3 separate regions of the Mus musculus genome follow, and all the other regions are linked to region 1. The links are chromatin contacts, called in public promoter capture Hi-C maps. All regions are on one chromosome and are shown on one strand. Each heading gives the region's core, a stretch centred on a gene start, on an enhancer-like site or on the middle of the called end of the contact. The rest is flanking DNA. Distances are from core to core; before and after follow the strand shown.

What was found. Promoter capture Hi-C pulls out the DNA fragments that hold promoters and counts their contacts.
Region 2: a promoter capture Hi-C map of embryonic stem cells shows a contact between it and region 1. The contact joins the promoter of Cldnd1 here to the promoter of Pros1 in region 1. A contact is called at or near these places in 2 of 39 promoter capture datasets (embryonic stem cells and pre-B cells) and 1 of 484 Hi-C or Micro-C datasets (CD4 T cells).
Region 3: a promoter capture Hi-C map of liver shows a contact between it and region 1, with 2.5 times the contacts expected there. The contact joins the promoter of Crybg3 here to the promoter of Pros1 in region 1. A contact is called at or near these places in 2 of 39 promoter capture datasets (cranial neural crest and liver) and 1 of 484 Hi-C or Micro-C datasets (uterus).

What each region holds. Positions count from the first base shown.
Region 1 is chr16:62,852,786-62,855,867 of GRCm38.p6, reverse strand. Pros1 (protein S (alpha)) reads right to left here and starts at 1,561. Exons shown (of 15, transcript NM_011173.3): 1 at 1,364-1,561. The coding sequence starts at 1,439.
Region 2 is chr16:58,726,376-58,729,457 of GRCm38.p6, reverse strand. Cldnd1 (claudin domain containing 1) reads right to left here and starts at 1,548. Exons shown (of 6, transcript NM_171826.3): 1 at 1,374-1,548; 2 at 235-285; 3 at 1-20. The coding sequence starts at 2.
Region 3 is chr16:59,599,609-59,602,690 of GRCm38.p6, reverse strand. It overlaps Crybg3 (beta-gamma crystallin domain containing 3), which reads left to right and starts at 1,644. Exons shown (of 22, transcript NM_174848.4): 1 at 1,644-1,946. The coding sequence starts at 1,798.

The DNA of each region.
Region 1 (3,082 bases), core at 312-2,811:
CAGGATGTTGCCATCACAGTACTGAATATTCTTTCTGTGATGTCCTTGTAGAAAGAACTTGTCTAGTCTCTGGGTGGCAAGTCAGCCACTGTTGTCCCTTGCTCTTTCCCCAAACACCAACTCTTGCTTTGTCTTTTGTTGTTGTTTTGTTTTGTTTTTATTTGTTTGTTTTGCTTTGCTTTGTTTTGAGACAAGGTTTCTCTGGGCAGCTGGGCTGTTCTGGAACTGTAGATCAGGCTGGCCTTGAACTCAGAGATTTGCTGACCTCTGCCTGGAGAGCAAGTGGCTGGATCAGAGGCACGTGCCGGCCACCGCCCTGCTGCTGTCGGAAAACATTTGATTGTCCTAATGTACAAGATAGATCATGTGCAAGCATACAGTCACATGCGGCTTTGTTATGGGGGCTTGGCCGTTGAAGTTTTGTAATTGTAACTTGTTTATCTTCAATATAAAACAAATCAGTTATAGTCTGGTCTTTAAGTTAGTTATAATTTTAAGAATACCTGCATCTTCTTATTACTTAATAAAAAATTGAAATTCTAGCAAACGCCTATTTAATTAACCATCCTTGAAAGATTTCTTTGATACTCTTAGTCGCCTAAATGTTATGCAGTTATTTCTCCCATGCCTGTTTCTGGGAATCCAACAGAGCAGAAGAAAGCACTGTTAATTATGAACACATTTAAAGTTTTGAAAACAATTTTGTTGACAGTTACAACGTACCAAACCTGTGTTGCTCTTTATATATCCCTAAGAGAAAACTCAATATGCTCCCTGGAATCTGGGAATGGAAGAAGGGGGAAAAAAATCAAGAAACACGACAATAAGGTGCAAAGAATCCGTGCCACCACCGCAGATCAGTAGCAATCAAAATCCTCAGTACAAAACGATCCTCGCTCCAAGATAATATCCAACAGCAACTTCTTACGCCAAGGTTAGGGAATGATAAGTAAACTCGCAGTGATCCTCAAACAGTTTGTCAATGTGAGACGAGCCAATCAAGTACAAAGTCCAGAAATTGCAAAAGGAAGGTTAACTGTAAGAGAGGGTGCAGGCTGGGATCGGAGGGCACCGAGGGTTGACTTAGTTTTCCTACCAATGTTTAGAACTATGCTCATCCAATTCCTATGACACTTGGTATCACCCAGCTTCTTGCATCAATCCTGTGGACAATGACTCCCAAAGCAAGGCAAGCTTTGATCTCGTCCCACGTTTACTCAGTCCGCCAGATCCAGGCTGCCGCCACTCTCTGAGACGCTGGGGGACTTACTGGAAATTTAGGAAGCAACAAGCTGTCCAGGAGACAATCCTACCAGCCAGGGCATGTAGGGACCAGAGAAGCCTGAAGATATGGATTACTTACAGTTTGTCTCTGAGACAGGGATCACCAGGGCGAGGCAGGCCAGTAGCACCCGAAAGCGTGCGCTCAGGACCCTCATTGCTGAGAGGATGGCCGGGGGTCAGGGCTGGCGCAGCGGGGACCGTGCCTGCGCTAGGGCGGCCGAGGGAAGCTGCGAGCCCGGGCTCTGCTCTCCCAGCTCTGCCGCGGCCCAGCCCGAGCGCGGGCGGGCGGAGCAGCCAGGGGCGGAGGGGACCGCCCGCTCCCAGCCCCCAGCCCGGGAGGGGAAGCGGTGACTGGGACATTTCCTGGAAGCTCTTCGCAGCTGGGGGGCGGGGGTGGGGTGGGGAGGGCCGCGGGAAGGAGGTCGGAGGCCGAGGGAAGCTTATCAGAGAGGTCCTTTGTCACTGTCCCCAGCCCTGCTTTTACTTCGTTTCTTTAGAAAGTTGTTTTCAAAGGGTGAAGTATCTCTCTCTCTCTGTCTCTCTGTCTCTCTGTCTCTCTGTCTCTGTCTCTGTCTCTCTCTCTCTCTCTCTCTCTCTCTGTCTCTGTCTCTCTCTCTCTCTCCTCCCCTGCTCCTACCTTCTCTAGCATCCCTTCCCCATTCCTCCTCCACCCAGCTTCCCTTCTCCCCACCCCACCCCATTTCTTTCCAACTCCAGAGACTGCCAGCCAGTCAGGATGTCAACTTAAACTGAAGCCAACTTGGACTTTAGGAAGAAGGGTACTCAAAACCAAAGTAGTGGGAGGAAAGAAAATCGAAAGGTTTGATCACCCACAGAGTATTTCCTCAGAACAGCTTGTTTTGGTGTTAGCATTACCCTTTTGGTTTTTGTCAGGCATACACGTGTAAATCAGGCTTTCCCTGCTACTTGAAACTAAACTGCCTGGGTTGAAAACATAGAACTTGCTCTTAACACTGTTTTATAACTTTAAGAAAAGAGCTTACACTTTTAAGTCCTAGTCATATCATCTGTAACAGAGATAAGAGGTTTTCATCGTGTTGACATGAGACTCTATAGATGCTATCGATATGAAACATTAAGTCCATGCCAACTAGTAGAACTCAACGCACATAGAGTATATTAATCCTTTTTTGTCCAATTAAAACATAGATTGATTTTTTTGAATGTGTGTGAACGAAACTTACTAGGCAGAATCATATTTTAAGGGTCATTTTTCCTCTCTCTCTCTCTCTCTTTCTCTCTCTCTCTTTCCTTTGTTATTTAGTGATCCAGTGGGGATGCAAGATGACTAAGATGGGAGTCAATATTTTTTCTGATAAAATGTTTTGGGAAATTTCCATTCATTGAGGAGGAGGAAGGAAAACTTTTGTACTATACCCGTCTATGCTCTATGCCATGCTAAATTAATGTATGATAGACTAAGAGGACAAAATGGGGCTGGAGAGTTCACTCAGCTGTTAAGAGCACTGGCTGCTTGTGCTGCCTGCTTGCTCCTCCAGGGGTCTTGAATTCAATTCCCAGCAACCACAGGTTGGCTCACAACTGTCTGTAATGAGATCTGATGCCCTCTTCTGGTATGTGTCTGAAGACAGCTACAGTGTACTCATGTAAATAAAAATAAATAATTTTAAAAAAAGAGGAGAAAATAATATTCAATCACATACATATACAGGAGAATTTCACAAATTCATGAGATCCAATGAGGTGGCCAGATGACTGAGACATATGGCAACTTAAGTTGAGGAAAAGGACTTTGAGGCTTACAGCCAAGGAGTTG
Region 2 (3,082 bases), core at 299-2,798, 4.1 Mb after region 1:
ATTCTGGCATTCAGACTGCTCTGTTTTAAGTTAAAGAAAGAAAAGTCAGACCTCAAGAGCAAATCAGAATATGCTAAAAAGAAAAAAAAAGCCCCTTTACCCTACTCCCCATCCCTTCTTTCCATAACGCAATGCATTTATCGATGTAAAAAATTTACAAACAAAAGGGCAACAAATGTTAAGTTTAAAACAAAAGGCATTCTCATGAAAAGTACTTATTGAATGCTCACATACCCAAGATGCTACGGAGACAGAAGTCTTGTTCTCTAGTCTATCACCTGCATACTAAAACAGACAACACTGAAAAGGACATACACATTACAGGTACAAACAACAGACATGCCCATGGTCAGCAGTGCAGCGTGCACACCTTAAATGCAGAGTGGATTTTTACACAAGCTATAAACATGCTATGTGTTTTCAGGCTTGTGTGAGAAAAAAGACAGCAGAATAGGAAACGAAGACCCCCCAGCTTTTTTAGTGGGGAGGCTTACAATTATAAATAAGGGCAGAAGTGAGGTGTAAGTTGGAAATCAGAGTTGAAGGTGTTAACCCGAGGGGAAAGTTTAAATGTATGTCATAGCAAAGAGAGCAAAAACACCATGTTAGTTATCAATCTCCTTCAATTCAATTAAAGCTAAGCCAAGCCTCTTGACACAACCGGATTCTTCACTCCTTACTCTCCCCGCCCCCCATTCCATTACACACTTCTCAACCTCCCAAACTGTAATACTGCTCCGTATATCCTAAAATATAGCACAGATCCATAAAAACTAAATAATCCCTACTCGCAAACAGAAAAGTGACTTAGGCAAAATCTGAACACTCCCTAGGCGTGGACAGGGCTCCACGGCGGTAGTAAATGGCCGCGGTAAAATGACTCAAGGCAAGATCACGCTGAGTCAAACCCTGCCAAATGTATGCACACCGTGACAGCACCAAACCCCTCGTCTCAAGCACCCGTGAAAACAGGCTTACAAACTGGGGAGCGGAGTTTGGAAAATGGGGAGTGACTGGGGAAAAGACCGGGGCGACTACAGTCATCAATAGCCCAGCAAGTGCGATTTGTATTCTGATTCTCAAAATTCTCGTCCATCCTGGTGCTCTCGGATGACCTTAAAGGCCGGGTTCTGGAAGCTGCGCCTAGCGCAGTCACCCTGGGCCGCACAGCAGGGCCTGGCATGGGCGGGCGGAGACCGGCAGGGCTGGGCGAGCGCCCTGGGTACCCGAACCCAGCCAGCCCCGGCCCCTTGGCCCGGAGCCCCGCCCCTCCCCGCCCCGCCTGCCGCTCCAGCCCCCGGGCCTGGCCGCGCCAGCAAGGAGCCCTTTCCCCAGGTCGCGAGCCGAGCCGGCCCGCGACCCCGCGAACTCACCGCCCATCCTCTCACTCCACCGGCTTCGCCCTCCAGCTCCGACCACAGCACCCTACTCTCCCCGCGCCTCCTCTGACGTACTTCCCTGCAGAGCCCGCCCCCTCCATAACTCCCGCGCCTCCGCCTCCACCTCCACCCCAGGCCGGGCCAAAGCGGCCCTGGGCCGAGGGGCCTTGTGGGACTTGTAGGAATACTGGAGGAGAAGGGGCTAGAGCCAGAGGAGAGCATGCCTGACGACGCGCGAGGAATTGTGGGGAATGTAGTTCTCTCCGAAGAAAGAACTCTGAAGATCAGTGAGGAAAGCTGAAGTCTTAACTGCGGGATTGTTACACCTCAAAAAAGGAGGGACCAAGCTCCAGAAAGTGATGGGGGAGGATCTTTGGTCAACCATAGTCAAAGGCTTTGATTTAGCCGAGATCTAACGTCGAGTCTTCTGTTTTCCCTACGATAACACCCTACCTCTAAAAATCAGTACTACGGAGTTGATGAACTTTAATGGAACTCTACTCTTCAAATATCAACCCCCCTCCCATTTCCTACATCGTCCCTCCCATTTGAACAACGTGTTCTTCTGTTTTGTTTAAATGTAACTAAGGATCTAACTAAACTAGCATTATAACCTGATATAATTACGTTATTCTTGTTTGAAGAAATCTGTTATTTGCTCTCTACTGTAATCAAGTTCCCTGTTTGTTTCAGTTGTAAAAAACAAAACAAAAAAACAAAACAAAAAAAAAAACCCAACTTGTAAATCCGAAGGATACTAGATTTCAAAAATGTTACTTTAAAGTGTGAATGTAATATGAAATGGAATTTAGAGATCATTTTCAACAGAAAAAGTTGTGGGTAGCCTCGGAGACAGATGGCTGTGTGACATGGAAGCAATGGAATGATTCTAAGCCCTCAAATACTTCACAGGAATTTCTAAACAGGTAGAGAAGATTTTTTTTTTTTTTTTTAAGTTAGAAATCGTTTGCCTTTAGCTTGTGGTTCCGGTTCACCATCACAGGCTGTGTCTGGAAAAGGACTTCTGGCAGAGCCCAGTATCCACAAGGCATGACTAGATTTTCACGGATAGCATCAAATGAAAACGTAATTTGCCTCAGGTGTCATCTTGAAAGCTCGATGAGTGTGTAGAGTCGAATAGTGAATCCACAGTAAGACTTGTGAATGCACTTATGCAGCAGATGTCTTCATCCACCGGCCTTCATGAGACGTCTACTTCCTGAAGTAACTTGTGCAACCAATTCTGGTAAAGAGACATTTTTTAAGAAGAAAAGAAACAGCCTAAGTTTGTAGACAGAGAAACTGAAGCCCATGAAGATGAACTAACTTGGCAAACATCAACACTGAGGTTAGTAAACCAATCTTAAGACACTGGACAATTTACTTCATAATCTTTAAGATAAGATTGCCTTTGGTTTTCAATATATGGACTTTTGAAAATAGAATCTATAGATAAGAAAATGTAAAAAATGTCAGGCAGAGGACCTGAGGATTGTTAAGGAATCATTAAAGCATTATTTACAATTGAATGTCCAGTGTTTGAATAAGATCAGTAGAAGTAGCTTTTTACAACTCCCGATTGTCCCAGATGAAGAGGAGAAGCCTGTCATAAATAGTGGTAAGTGTTCTTGCACACCTCAGCTGGCTTCCGGACCTGTCTGCTAACTACCCAGCTGCTAGACTTGCCAGGAGGGCATTTCAAT
Region 3 (3,082 bases), core at 395-2,894, 3.3 Mb after region 1:
TGAGAAACCCTGTCTCGAAAAAAAACCCCAAAAACAACAAACAAACAAAAAACCCATGAACTTCGTCAGCTTTATGGAAAGAATGCTCCTGCCTCAGCCACTTACCAAATGTCTGGATGAAAACTGAATTTGAAATGAAGCGAAGTTGAGTGCATAAAATTAGTATCTCTGAGATGTTTCCAACTGAAATTTGAAAGTGCTTTCACAGATTTCATAACAAAATCCTAGAATCTAGGATTCAAGAACCTGCTATTGTATGTCAAGACTCTAGGGTACAGGAAATCTAAAAATCTAAGTATTGGAAAAGCAAACATTCAATACCAAGAACTTTCCATGCCGTGAGCCTAATACTTCTGCATATACCTAGGAGACCAGTTGTAAAGAAACATTAATACGTGGACTACTATAACATTTTCCTATCAGCTAATTGAGAGAAATAGTATTATTGAAAATCAGAATTTGCCTCATAATCTTATTGACGCCCAGACACTTTTATCCCCAGACAGACTCCTTGCCTGGACCCTCTGTGCCAACACTGAGGTGTAGGACCACTTTTTGTCACAGGGCAACAGGGGGAGGCAACTGCTAGTCAGCTAACATTGCGTTGGGGAGGCACATTATTCTCCAGGCCCTGTAGCTGCATGGAAGAATTTGCTTGTCCATCTGTATCTGATCCTAATTTTTTTCTTACTCTCATACTCCTAGTTTCAGATCCAGTTGACAGATTAAAATGCCTCAAAGGGGTAGCTGTGGGTCCGCGGGAAGGCTCCTTAACCGGCACTATGATTCCTTGGGGCCGACAGGTAGACGTTCAACCTCCTCACTTCTCCAGCCAGCCACAGACAGCTATCACCCTATTTTCATGTGATTTGCCCACATAACATTTTTAGTTACTAAATGTCCCACTGTTATCTTGAACTTCATACCTCTGGAGTTTGACTTCAGACAAACTATAACAATACACCTGGGGCGAATATGGCTCTGTGTGCTTTCTCTGTTAGCAGCTCCGCTGTATAAAGTCATTTTTATCATAACCAGATATTCGTTTTAAACTAATGTTAAGGGCCTTTGGCGTTCCAGAATACAGGAGTATCTGCGCAACAACCAAATATTTGTTTCAGCATTTTTCTAGTTTGAGTCATACCTGAATCAGATTTGGTTTTGTGATCAGGGACGGTTTTTTTGAAAAAGGATTCTGGGAGTGGCCCACAGGTGAAGGGTGAGCGCTAAAACACACCTGGGTTGGTGGCTCCTCATCTGAGCCAGCTGAAGCAGAAACAAGGTGCTGACAGCAGGACAGATGGGACCTACCCTTGCAGGCTGAAACTGTCTTTAGAAAGGCTGTGCTCAGGTTCCAGGCTGCAGGGCACGCGGGTGCTGCTTCTTGCCAGGTGTTTCCCCAGACTTTAATTGATTACCCTGTTTTAAAACAGCCCTAACTCGGGAAAGGGAAGCAAAGCATTTACAGTTGACTGTTGGCCAAGCCAAGTGGGCTGCGGGCTGGGCTGGTTTGGGCGGGAAGCCGGAGCCTAGCATCCCCAGGCTGCTCCTCCCGGATCTGCACGCTGTGGCCGACAGGGCGGTCGCGGCCACTGGCTCCTCCCGGGGGCGGGCAGCTCCGGGCGCGGGCGGGAGGAGGAGCCGCACGGGGAGCGCTCGTGCCGGCCGGGCTGGAGGAGCCGCGCCGGCGGCCCGGGCCGACTCTCGCTGCGCTCAGCGAGCCAGGGCTGCGGCCACCCTCGCTCCGGCCAGCGGCTCGTCGGGGCCCGCGGACGGCGCGGCCGAGCCGGTGGGGAGATGTCCGGCGGCCGCAGGAGGGGCAGCGCCCCCTGGCACAGCTTCTCTCGGTTCTTCGCTCCGCGGAACCCTTCTCGGGACAAGGAAGAGGAAGAGGAGGAGAAGCCGGGGACCGGCCAGCCGGCGGGAGTGAGCCGGAGTGCAGCCAGGTGGGAGCCGCGGGGGCGCCGTGCGCGCCTTCCTCCGCCGCTCGGGTTTCCTCCGGTCCCGCCCTGGGTGGCTTAGATCTGGGGAAGTTCTTGCTCCCGGCCGGTGGCTTTTCCCGCCGCCATCGGGGGCTCCCGGCTCTGTCCCCTCCACTCCGGGAGGCTCTGAAGCTGCCGAGGGAATCTCGCGCCCCTCCGCGTCGTGCTTTGCCATCTTAAGGTTTTCTCGAAGTGATTCCTAAAAGAGTTGCAATCAGAGCTTTCTGAGACGACATCCAGAATCTGAAGTCTTCGCCAGATTTGTTTACAGTTTAAATGTTGCCGCCCTTCCTCCTTTCTCTCTGTCTCTCTCACTGGGGACATCTGACGGAAGCGCTCCGATTTGGGGAACCAGGGCCGGAGCTGAGAGCTGGCTCAGTTTAATGATTAGTATGTGCACTCTTGCACTCTTTCCATAATCATTTTTCCTCTACTCCTGCTGCTTTAAAGATTGACATTTTAAAAATTCGTCTCATTAAAATGCCCGTTTTTAAATTTCCTTATCAACCCTAAAGGAGAGGTGGTTTCGCTTCTTTCTCCTTTTTTTTTTTTTTTTTTTTTGAGAAGTGAAGCCAACTTCACTTGCACCAGAAGAACCTGTAACCCATGTCCTTGGAAGGTTGCCCTCTAGAGAGCTATATTTACCTCAGACTAAAGACTTGCTGATGGACTTCAAAGAAAAATGGATCGGAAACAACTGACGCTTCTAGTTCCATTACTATTTAGGGTTTGTGATTTGTTGTTAGCCCTTCGTTCTCCTTGCTTTTCCTAATTGTGAATCATTTCCAGTGTAATCACCTGTTAGCATAATACGTCTTTCCAAGAAATGACCAATTATAATTGACTGGTTATTCTACTAGGAAGTTTCAGATACTTTTGGCCTGGTTGTTGATGCTTTTAACATTCGAAGTTTCCCCGTCCTTAATGGTAGTTCTGAAATCTGGGAGGTCTCACCTGTCGTGGCTCTAATGTGGCTCTAACGTTGTCCCTAACAGTCCCCTGTGATCTGAAAGCAGTAGACTCAGCGCCCTTTGGAAACTTGAGAGTGGTGGAATGGAGTAAGCAGGCCAGCTCCTATCAGCATTGTCCTGAAATCCTGC